Linked DNA regions of Sus scrofa: region 1 is linked to region 2. The links are chromatin contacts, called in public promoter capture Hi-C maps. All regions are on one chromosome and are shown on one strand. The core of a region is the stretch at or near the end of the contact, and the rest is flanking DNA. Distances in the headings are between cores, read along the strand shown. Region 1 overlaps LPIN2 (lipin 2). Region 2 holds the start of LOC733637 (myosin regulatory light chain 2 protein).

The links. Promoter capture Hi-C pulls out the DNA fragments that hold promoters and counts their contacts.
Region 1: a promoter capture Hi-C map of liver shows a contact between it and region 2, with 8 times the contacts expected there. The contact joins the enhancer-like site here to the promoter of LOC733637 in region 2. A contact is called at or near these places in 3 of 5 promoter capture datasets (fetal liver, fetal skeletal muscle and liver), 18 of 47 Hi-C or Micro-C datasets (alveolar macrophages, brain, embryonic fibroblasts and 10 more) and 2 of 2 datasets of contacts at active chromatin or transcription factors (alveolar macrophages and skeletal muscle).

What each region holds. Positions count from the first base shown.
Region 1 is chr6:103,714,816-103,720,360 of Sscrofa11.1, reverse strand. LPIN2 (lipin 2) reads right to left here. Exons shown (of 19, transcript NM_001141987.1): 8 at 4,884-5,071; 9 at 2,957-3,050; 10 at 2,503-2,572; 11 at 1,714-1,803; 12 at 901-983; 13 at 1-50. Among named protein-coding and RNA genes, the nearest start is that of LPIN2, 30 kb to the right of the region's middle. Within about 2 kb of position 1,425, at least 11 of the 83 cell types and tissues checked have an H3K27ac peak or open chromatin away from gene starts, as enhancers often do. A contact at or near this core is called in liver, where this site is marked.
Region 2 is chr6:103,421,563-103,427,379 of Sscrofa11.1, reverse strand. It overlaps LOC733637 (myosin regulatory light chain 2 protein), which reads left to right and starts at 2,590. Exons shown (of 4, transcript NM_001244251.2): 1 at 2,590-2,715.

The sequences.
Region 1 (5,545 bases), core at 176-2,675, 290 kb before region 2:
CTTCGAGCTCCTGTGACCCCTCATCACTGGACGAGTCGTCCTCGGCCGGCCTGTTCAACAACCCAGTTAATGAAGAGGCAGAGGGACATTTTACGGACGACAGCTTTTCATTTGGGATCAAGAAGGAGATCCGAAATCCACTCTAGGAAGAGCTGCAACCAAGGCCCGTCTCCACACCTGCAGGTCCCTCCTCCCTCCATGCCTGGCCCGTTGCATACACCCCGTGACAGCTACTAGTCTGCTGGCTCTTGCTGAAAAGGATGTACGTTCCAAAACGTATAAATTATAGAAAATATGAATGTTCACACTGATTAAGAAATGAACAAGGACGATTTTAAAAGAAGAGGGCAAAGAGCAAGAAGATGAATCTAAGACTGAGGGAATGGGAAGGGAAAAAAAGAACATGACTGGGAAGGAACTCAGGGGGCAGAAACAAGAACGGGGTATGTGGCAGCACCTCCCCGGGGCCCCCATGTGGCTCTGTGCCTTCCAGGGAGTGGGAGAGACCCACACTGATCAGAGATTCTGTCACACCTACCACTGCGACTCACAGCCGGCAGGGGCATGCGATGGTGCATCTCTGGTTCCCCTAGATGTCTGTCCCTTCCCAAGGCCTCCTTCTCATGGGCGCCCGCCCCATTCCAGGGCTCCAGGATGGGAGCAAGGTGTGCAAGAAGAGGGCATGAATGTATTTACTCTAAGCTGATGGTATTTTTAAAGAAAAGCACAAGTTATTATCTGCTAACTGAGCAGCACAATGAAGCCACTGATTGTCATATACGTCCATAGGAAGGAGGCACTTCTGACTAAGAATTAAGCAAAACTGTCAGAATCAACTTGACTGCAATGCCAAAGCACGGGTGGCCAACTGCTGAGAGCTGGGGGACTGGGCGCCCTCACCTGCCGCTGGCCGGCTCCTTCACGCTCGATGGCAGGTCGCTGGGTGGCGGCACCTCAGATTTCCCTTCCTTGGCTTCTGGCAGCTAGGACAGCAAAACGATAATGACAACATGCAATATTCCCCCTCCTAGGTGACAAGCAGAAATTCACCAGGAGCTCGCTCCAGGAATGAGCAAAACTGCCTCTGAATGCACAACTTAAAAGCCCATAAGAAACAGACTTTCTCTAGTTTGAGCCAAAGGCCAGAAACCTGAGAGAGGAGTCATATGCTGTTGGCATAAAAAGCTACCACCACAGAGTCAGAGGTAAGATCTGTTAAGAAGCTGCAGCAGCTCAAGTCACACGGTATCATACAACTGGCGCAGACCCTGTGGCTCTGCAACAGCGACGAGGAGCCCTCCTCCTCGTGAGAGGGAGAGGGCCAGCCCTGCCTTCTATGTGGAAGGGACAGCAGTGCAGGGGAAAGGGCACAGGCTCTGGACTGGACTGAAGGTCAAAGTCCAGCTCCATCCCTCACCAGTTAAGTGCCTAGTCAAGGTACGTCACCTCCTCACATTCCAGTTTCCTTACCTGTAAAACAGGAATGCACACACCCACACTGTCAGGCTGTAGTGTAGGTGAAAGGTCATGCATCTAAAGCACCTAGCAGCACACCTGCATAGGTTAACTGTCCATAAGTGGTGACATTTATTATTCTAAGAGTGTGTTATATAGCCCAAATTGACGTTCTTGTGCTTGGCAAAAAGGTTTTTTGAATAAATGAAAGATTCGCGTCTTTTCAGCCCGTGGACAGGATTACCTCGGGTCGGTTACCTGTTTGGTAATGCTCTCTCTCTTACGCCAAAACCACCAGCGACCAGATTTCTTTGGCATCTTATCTTTGACCCAGGACTCCACTGTGGCCTGGAAACAATCAACATGGGTTAGTCTAGCCACCTGTCTGTCACAAAGCACTGGACTACGTTCTGCCACTAAGCCAGAGGATGGTGCCCTAACACTGAACAGAGGCAATGCTCTCCACACCTCCTGAACTCCGGACAGACGGACAGTGGCCTCTTTGGTGGCAGCTCTATGGCATGAGACCAGCAGTCTGGCTGTGGAGCAGTAGCCCGGAGAGGCTGGCAGGTGGGCTGCTCACTTCTCCACCCTCGGGAACGAGTTATGAGGCCCCACTAGGTTGAGGATGTGTCCCTGGTGGACAAGACTCCAGCAAACCTTGAGGTTCCATGTAACAGGCCTCTTGGCCACAGCCTGAACTAATCACACTCATGCCTCTGGGGCTGCATCACTCTCTTTCTATGTTAACAGAGGAGGTGTTTTCATTCATTCTATACTTAATTAAAAATTAGTAAAATCTTTCAACCTTTTCAACAATCAGAAACTGGTAAAATATCTAAGTAAAAACTACAAAGAAATGGCAGCCCAGCTAATTTCATAGATTTGGAGTCATGAGATAATCTGAGTGATGATATTAATTTTAAAATATAAATAAAACTCCGAACAGTACCCAGTTTAGAAATAAGCACATGTGGATTTTTCTAAGCGCCCCAACAAGCTATGGATACTATCTCTGAGGAGGCAATGCTTGGAGGAAGGTCTCACCTTAGGTAAGCTCTTCTGAAAGACCTGCAAGCTGAGGATCATGGGAGCAGCCAACGCCCAGTTATAGTAACTGTGAGATAAAAATCGTGCAAGACCATTACACAGAGCAAGGAGAGGGCGGAAGAGGGAAGATTAAAAACACCATATACAATTCCCCATTCTTCTCAATGAAGGGCTGATCGGCTAAATTTCTTGCCACATAAGGAATCTTTGCTTCAAGCCAAACTTCTGAGCAGATGTAGTAAAACCTCTAAGAAAAAGCATTCTAACACCTCATTTGAAAATAAAGCTGAGGCTTCACCTTCAGTCACCTTAAGGTCACTGCCTGTTAGCTCATTTGTATGAAATGGCATATTTTACAGTGAGAAAGACTGCAACAGTTAAAAACAGCAATTGGAAGTATTGCTGTTTACCCGCAAGAGTATTAAACAATTATAAAAGCAAGAGTGTTTACCGGTTATATATCCGTATGACAAGATTGGGATTGTCTATAAGTCCAGGGTTTTCTGCAAATTCATGGTAAGTGATGATATGCTCCATGAATTTTTCTGCAATATAAGATAATAATTATCCACTTGGTTAGAGATCACCCAAACACGTCTGAGACTATCACAATACTTTCCACACTAAAGGACTAACAGTAAGATTAAAAAAAAGTTCTTAAAACAAAAAACCAACAACTAACTTTGCTATGTGCATCAAAAGCAAAACATCAGGTACTTGTTTGTTTTTTCTCTCCAGGACAAGAAAACACTTCTCTTCTACCTCTTCCACCACTCCTACCCTAGGTGGAAAAAACTAAAAACCAAAAACTAACCAACCAACTAACCAACCAACCAGAAAACAACAAAAAACCAGGAGGAAGGGATAAGCCAGGGACTTTTAGGAAAGTAGATTACAGATGTGGCCGCACACACTCAACTCCATGATCAACAAAACCTTCGAGTTGCCCCCCCCCCGCCCCTCCTTTTTTTTTTTTGGCTTCTAAGGGCTGTACCCTCAGCATATGGAAGTTCCCAAGCGAGGGGTCGAATTGGAGCTACAGCTTACAGGCCTACGTGACAGCCACAGCAACTCATGATCCAAGCCTCGTCTACAACCTAGACCACAGCTCATGGCAACACCAGATCCTTAACCCACTGAGTGAGGCCAGGGATCAAACCCACATCCACATGGATGCTAGTCAGGTTTGTTAACCGCTGAGCCATGAAGGGAACTCTGCGAGTTTCACTCTTATAAGAGGAGATATTCTGCCTAAATGGGGAATATTCATGCGGGTCTTACAGCTTTAAGTGTGCAAGTGTAAGAAGCTATGTTAGAAAAAAACAATCAAAACACTTACAATGCTTGGAGAAAAAAAACCAACCACACTCCAGACTTGGCTTAGATCTCTCCAGAAATAAATTCCAAGTTTTTTCAAAATGAATGGGGATTTTGCATGAATTTTTGAACCCTGCCGCTAACCCTGTACTCTGATGCAGGCTAACAGAGAAATTTCTCACTGGAATTGTTCCTTTTGGTAATCTGTATGTTATTTACTTTTACCTGTCATTTCTACCTTCACAAATATCAAACTCTACCTAAGTTATCAGGTTTTCTTAAATTTTCCCTCCTCCACCTATATTTTTTAAAGTAAGTGCTTATGAACATTATGATAAAAATGTGACCTATTTAATTTTGTCCCAAGAAGGAACCACTGGCCATAACACATTTTTAATTTCTTGCAAAAAATAAAACAAGCAAACAGAATTAATAGGTGGAGAAGAAAGGGGAACAGTGACCACCCTGTGACCCTGAGGAGGAGGAGATTCAGAGAAGCCCAGCTGTGAGGCTCAGGGCACCCAGGCTGCAGCATGCAGATGATGATGCTGATCACAGAAAGAAAAGCTTTCCTTAGAGGAAATCAATGAAGTGCCACCAGCCAAACTGAAAAAACGTTAAGAGTTCAGTTTACAAAGAACATAATACCAAGGTGTAAGGATGGGACAGATGTACAGGCAGACAGACATCTGAACCTGCTCAGGGCCTCCCTTTCTCTCAAGTAGCTCACTGTCCTGGGCCAGCTTTCAGGGTTGAGACAGCAAGCAACCCCTTCTCCATTTTGCCAGAAAGGCCATTTACTCAGTAGACCATCGGTACTGGCCCCTCGGGCCCTCCTCACGTGTCTGAGGCTCAGAGCAGCCAGGCACCATCCCACAACCATCTCAACAACTGTACGGACGGGCAGGCCACCCGAGCCTCCAGCCACACACCCTCTCCCACCCTCTGATCTGTGGTATCCTCGACACCAGGTGCCTCCAATGAGGGGCGAAGGGCCTGCCACCAAAGGGAGGCACCTGTTACATGCAAGGACCCCCAGGGCCACAGGCAGGGGGGCGTACCTTTAGAAATCTCCCCGTTCTCGCTGAGGCCCCCACAGAGCGAGAGGGTGACGTCGGGCAGGTCCATGGCGGAATCCGACAGGCACTCGGTGCCGCTATCAGCAGCTGCACTGCCCACCGACTGTGGGGACTGGGAGCCGGAGAAGGTGTCAGACTCGGGCCACTGCCGGGAGCCAGGCTCCGACTCACTGCGGGAGAAAGGACTCACCTTAATATGGCTCCTTGCGGCCAGGCTTCCTAACTGCACAGCCCTTGGGGAGCCTGAACTAGCTTGAAAAAGGGGCAGGCCGACCTGCCCTGGGACATGGATTCACTTAGGTGGTGCTGAGAATCACGTCACGAATGACATTAAAAATGGCCTAATGCCATTATTGAGGAATTAACTGAATACAGTAAATACGGCACAAAAAAAATCACCACCCTCATTCACAATAATGCAAACTTTTCAATGATAGCCTTTCTTATTTAAATTAAAGGGGGCAAAAGAATTATAAGCACTTATTTGTATTTCCATGATGAAAATGACAGAGTAATTAAGAAAAACATGATGTTCAGAAACCTTTTGATCCTAACTTCCCAGAAAAGACCATGTGGTACTATATACACATCCTGTAGAAAATTACTTTAGTCCAAAGTTGTATCATTTTTAAAACAAGGCTTTT
Region 2 (5,817 bases), core at 1,341-3,840:
TTAATTGGGGAATAAATAAACGAATGAATGAACATGGACCACACAATTCCTGCTAGTCTTCAATCAGCCAGCCCCCGCCCCCCCATCACTTCCAATCAGGCAAGTTGCTCTCATTAGCTGGAATCTTCCTCTCCTCTCCTCCCCACTGACTTCCAGAATCAGCTCTCAATAGTCCTCCGTGGGATTTTCTACAAGTCCCCAGAGAGGCTGATTTCCTCCTCTATGTTCCTTCTGTAAACCTTATCTAATTCTGCTGTAATGATCTGTTTCACGTTTGTTCCCTGACACTCCCTGTGCCTTTGGCACCCTTTCTACACCCTCCCCTGTCATCCCAGAGGTAGCAACTATTTTCTATTTCAAAAGCCATAAAAAGCACAGCACTCACCACAGTGCTTGGCAGTGTAGCTGCTGCTTAATACCTGTCAACTGAGTGGCAGACAGACGCAATGAGGAGAAAACTTAGCTGCCCCTTTCACCATATGGGACAGTTTTCTTTATGAAGGACAAAAGTGCAAGCCCCAGCGCCCCCTGGTGACAGGCCACCGCTCCGTGGAGGTGTGTGAGCACTGCAGGGTGCAGGATGCCAAGCCAGGCCCCAAGACCCATCATCTGCAGTCCCTGACCTGGGCATCTGGAATGTGTCACTGCCCCATCTTAGACTCTAAGCCATCTAGCTCTGAGTTCCCACCTTTGGTGATAAGAGTCGCTTAGGACCCCTGTTAAATTGACAGCTACCCAGAAGCTGCCCTAGATTTTTTTTTTTTTTTTAATTTTTGTCTTTTTAGGGCCACACTCGCGGTATACGGAGGTTCCCAGGCTAGGGGTCCAATCAGAGCTATAGCTGCTGGCCACAGACACAGCAACACCAAATCCTTAACCCACTGAGCGAGGGCAGAGATCAAACCCTCAACCTCATGGTTCCTAGTCAGATTCATAACCACTGAGCCATGACGGGAACTCCTGCTCTAGAAGATTCTGATTCAGCAGGTTCGAGATGGGAGTACCCAATATTTTGTATTTTTAGATAGTAGCCACCCCCTTCCAAAGGATTCTCACTATTAAAGCTGTTTAGTAAACTAATCATCTTTGTTTCAATTATTCTGGAGAATTAGGAGAGCTACTTATTTTTCAGTGACTTGGCCTCTAAGTGAACTTTGGAATATATTATTGGTTAAGAGACTGGTGTTCCCAAGGTTCAGCGGTTTAGAACCCAGCTAGTACTCATGAGGATGCAGGTTCATCCTGGCCCCCATTCAGTGGGTTAAGGGCCCTGCCTTGCCATGAGTTGTGGTGTAGCTCGGATGGCAGACGCATCTCGGATCTGGTGTGGCTGTGGCTGTGGTGTAGGCCAAGAGCTGCAGCTTCAATTTGACTCCTAGCCTGGGAACTTCCATCTGCTGCAGGTGCGGACCTAAAAAGACAAAAACAAAACAAAACAGAGGAAATGCTCCTGAGGTCTTTGAAGGTGTAGCTTAATCACATCCCGAGTGCATTACTCTGCAGCTTTTACCTTTCTTGTCAGCAGGGTGAGAGCGGCTTTCGAGGGGACCCCAAGCCTCAGAACTGCTCTGGCCTGGTGAGCCAGACCAGGCTCCCAAGCCCGGCTTTGGGGTGACCTGGAGTGTCATGGGCTCCAGCCCACTCCTTCGTCGCCGCACTTGCCAGACTGGACAGAGGAGGGCAGAATTGGGCGACGCAGTGTCTGAAGCTGTGTTGGGAAAGGAGAACTGAGAAACTATAGGCCAGACTTCTTACTCTTTTCACCAGGCACCCTGAGAGGCATGGGCGTGGTTAGGAAGCTCCACGCTGTGGGTCGCGGGTCTTCCCTCAGAGCCCGATGGAGACAGGTTCTCCCTGTTGTCGGGGACTCAAGAAGCTCCGGTGGGAAACAGAACCCCAAACTTTCTGAAGAGGGAATAAGTCTTCCGCCTGCCTTGGCCTGAGGAGATCCTTCTGGGGCAGAGATAGTGGCCGCTTCGCTGGGGGCCCCCGGGACTTCACAATGTTTGCTCCTGACGGAGGGGCGCGACCCTTTATAAAATAACATGGTACACAGAAATCAAATCTCTCGCCTAAAGGCCTCATCTTGAGGTACGCTAGCCGTGCTGGACCCTCAGGAGAACCAAAAACTCCCAGGTCAACCTGAGGCGAGCCCCAGGCGCAGGCGCAGGACTGCTCGGCGCCAGGGGCCGGGCACTCGGAGGCGGGGCGAAGGCCACTCACGTGAGCCGCGAAATATCTCCGCGATTTCCCTACAAGGACTTCGGCTGCCGAGCCCCGCCCCTAGCCGGGCTTTGGAATGTGCGGAGGGGCAAACCCACAGGAGAGACTCACCCATTTGCCAACAGAAAAGGGGGGAAAGAAAAGCTTACTTTGTAAAAGGGGGTATAAAAAAGACTAAAACTTAGTCATTAGTCCCAATGAACCATTTAACGTTTTTCTATGTGCTAGGCTGCCCAATTGATACTTTCTTGCAATGCAGTCGGTCAAAATTACGCCCTTGGAGCATACTGGCAACACCCCTGCCCCGTCGCCCTTCCGTTAACCCAGGCTCACAGTGTTAGCCCAGAATGGTGACTCGACTTCCTTCCGGTTCGCTAGGCGGAGGCCGGAAGTGTTGGATTGTAGCGGCTCTGGTATTGGAAGCGAGTTAGTAGCGGCAGCCGAGGCAGCGAGGGGGTACCCGAAGCAATCGGATTCTTGCGGCTGAGCAGGGTGAGTGGTGCTTGGGGCTCATTCTGGCCGCATACCCGTGGGGCGGCTGATGAGCAGCGGTGCTTCCGTGGTACCGGGAGCGCACCTGGGCAGATGTACCAGCCGCTTCGTGGGTTTCGAGCCCAAGGGCCAGCTCCAGTATCAAAAGCCGGGGGCCGGAAACGGCCCAGATGCCAATTTTGCCAGACTTGGAGGTCAGGAAATGTGGCTTAGCCTGCTGGCGCCGCGAGCTTGGGCGACAGCCGGCCTGGGAAACCCGAGCCCCGCGGATCTGACTCTGGGACTAAGTTTAGTTTCTAACGTAAACTTGCCGGATTCAAGAGTTTGCGCAAAAACTGTAGCCCATTGCCTCCCCCACCACCACTCCGGCGCACCTCCCCGCTGCAGCTGTTGTTGCAGCTGTGTGGCTACGTTTAGTTGGAATAACCACCTCAAATTAGCATCTTCCTCAGCTCAGTGTCCATTCTGTAATTAGAACTTTGTTTTAAGTGATATTTGGGCAAAGGGAGGTTTGGTGTTTAATTTGCGGCTTCAGAAAAATTCCATAATACACCACCACATTCCTTTTGGGTGGAGACTTGGGGTTATATCAGTTTCCCAAAGTGTTTCTTTTTATAGTAGTTGAATTGGTTTATCAAAGAGTATGTCAGTTCTTTACAGAACTTGGAGTAGAAATAAGCGTTCAGGTGAGATTTTAACTTCAGCGCACAAAGTTTTATATCTAAAGGTGAAGAAAGTGAGTATTTCTTAAAATTATTGCTGTTTGTTTCATGTTCTGGAAGGCATTCGATAAAACTTGACCAGAGAGCTTTTTATTTTCAAAAGTGAGGCTTTACTCTCAGTGAACCCCGACAAAGAATTGCCTTTGTCAAGTGCTGAGAACTTTTTGGGTGTGGCAGTCTAAGGGAACTGTTCCTACCTTTAACCGGAAGTTTGCAAAGGAATTGAAAACTTGGTTTAGTTGGAACGGAAGCACCACCCTGAAAATGTACTTTTAAAAAACTGTGGTTGGCACCAAAAAGTTATATATCTATTTAGCTTGGAAAAAGGTTTATTGTTTAAATGAGACAAATCAGTAGATTTGGTCTGGACTCGGAAAGCAGACACTGTGCTGTCGTACTAGGAGGTGTTTTCTGAAATGAGAGTTTTTCCTTAAAGAACATGTTTCCAGAATACTGGTCAATTTGAGTGTTCTGTAGTAGAAAAAGTCTTCAGCTCAGTTTACACTTATTACCACTATAAATGCTGGAATCTAGGATTCTAACTAGAGTAATATAGTGTAATGTTGATTAATTTGTAATGGGATTAATCCCATTTTACAAATGAAACCAGAGTATCTAGAAATTCTGAAAAAAATCTTCTGGTTGCCCTTGGTGTGAGGATCTTTATTTTCCATTTCTCCATCCCTTAAATCTAGTCTTAACACCCTAGTTTGTATACCTCCTTTTTGTCATAAGCCTGAATGATTATCTTGGTATTTGATCAAACTAAAAAAAAAAAGAAAAATCCAGAAATTCATTACCAGCAACACGCCCCTTCCCTGATTAAGGCAAGATTATATTCCATCACATCTGTAAACTGAACCTCCTTGACCATGAGATTGTGTTTCATTCACTTTCTCCGGCATCTGAAATCCTTATGTATTTCATAGAAGCTGCAAGTTTCATACAATATATAGCCCTTCATCCCAAAGTTCTTTCATTGTTCTTTCATTAAATGCTTAAGAAATACTCCAGTCTCCAATTTAGGATGAGTGAGGATCCTTGTAACTTGGAAGTCCCAAGTGCCTTTATGGCAAATCCTCCCGTCCTGCTTAAATTGATGTGTGAAATATCTTCAACTTTATTTTACCCTAACTTATGAGAGTTGTGAATTTGCTAAAGGCTTGTTACATGAAGAGAGTTTCAGTCTGACTTGTATGGGGAATGTAAAAATGGACAGCATACTAGAATCATAATTAGGAGAACAGTGACAGTATCTGTTGTAAGTGATCTGCTCCTTGGGATCATAGACAGCACTGCTCCTCATTTGGCTCCCTCTCCACCAGTGTTTATTCCACCCATGCTTTCAGTTTGGTGGAAAAATATCCACCCTGCCCATATTTTTGAATGATTGACTTCTGAAGTGAACTCCCTGTCAGGTTTCTGGCAGGAGATAAATTCATAGATCAGTGTCCACCCTCCTTGAAAAAGTCAGGGCCCATGTAGTGACTTGCCCAACATCACACTACCAGTTTTTGGTAGAATTACCTACCTTAATTTGTTAGAATTAAGACTAACATTTAAATCTTGTAATTCTAAAGAAATCTTGTAGCTTTTAGGGGTTTTCAGGGTCTCCTCACCCACCAAATCTTTTAGAAATAAAGACCTTTTCTGAACTCACAGTATTTGATAATTATGTACTACCATTGTGTTATTTATTTTTGTTATACATACTGTTAACTTGAGAGTAATACTTCTGGAATGAAAGCTGTGTGATGCATCTCATGAATCGAACCAATCATCTTATTTCTTTACAGTTACCTCCCTAAGTATATTTTAAGCTTCTTGAAGATAGGACACTTATCTTACATTTCTTAATTCTTAAGTAATAATCAATACTCATAACATTTGATGCATATGAGTGTAATTCTACTGATCGTATTAAAGACTGATGATTCAGTATTGAATGAGCTAAAGAAAAATTCTGTGAGACCCTTGTTGGTGCTGACCAAAAAAAAAAAAAACTTTATAACTTTAAGAAACTATCTTATAGGAGTTCTTGTGGCTCAGTGGAAACAAACCCAACTGTTACCCCTGAGAATGCAGGTTCGATCCCCAGCCTCAATCAGTGGGTTAAAGATCTGGCGTTGCTGTGAGCTGTAGTATAGATCATAGATGCGGCACGAATCCGGTATTTCTGTGGCTGTGGCATAGGCCGGCAGCTGCAGCTCCAGTTTGACCCCTGGCCTGGGAACTTCCATGTGCCACAAGTGGGGCCCTAAAAAGCAAAAAAAGCAAAAAAAAAAAAAAAAAGAGTATTTACAGATTTGAAGACTGCATGGTTAAAAGAAACGCTAATAGGAAATACATCAAAATTCAAAGGTGTTACTTTATAATCCGA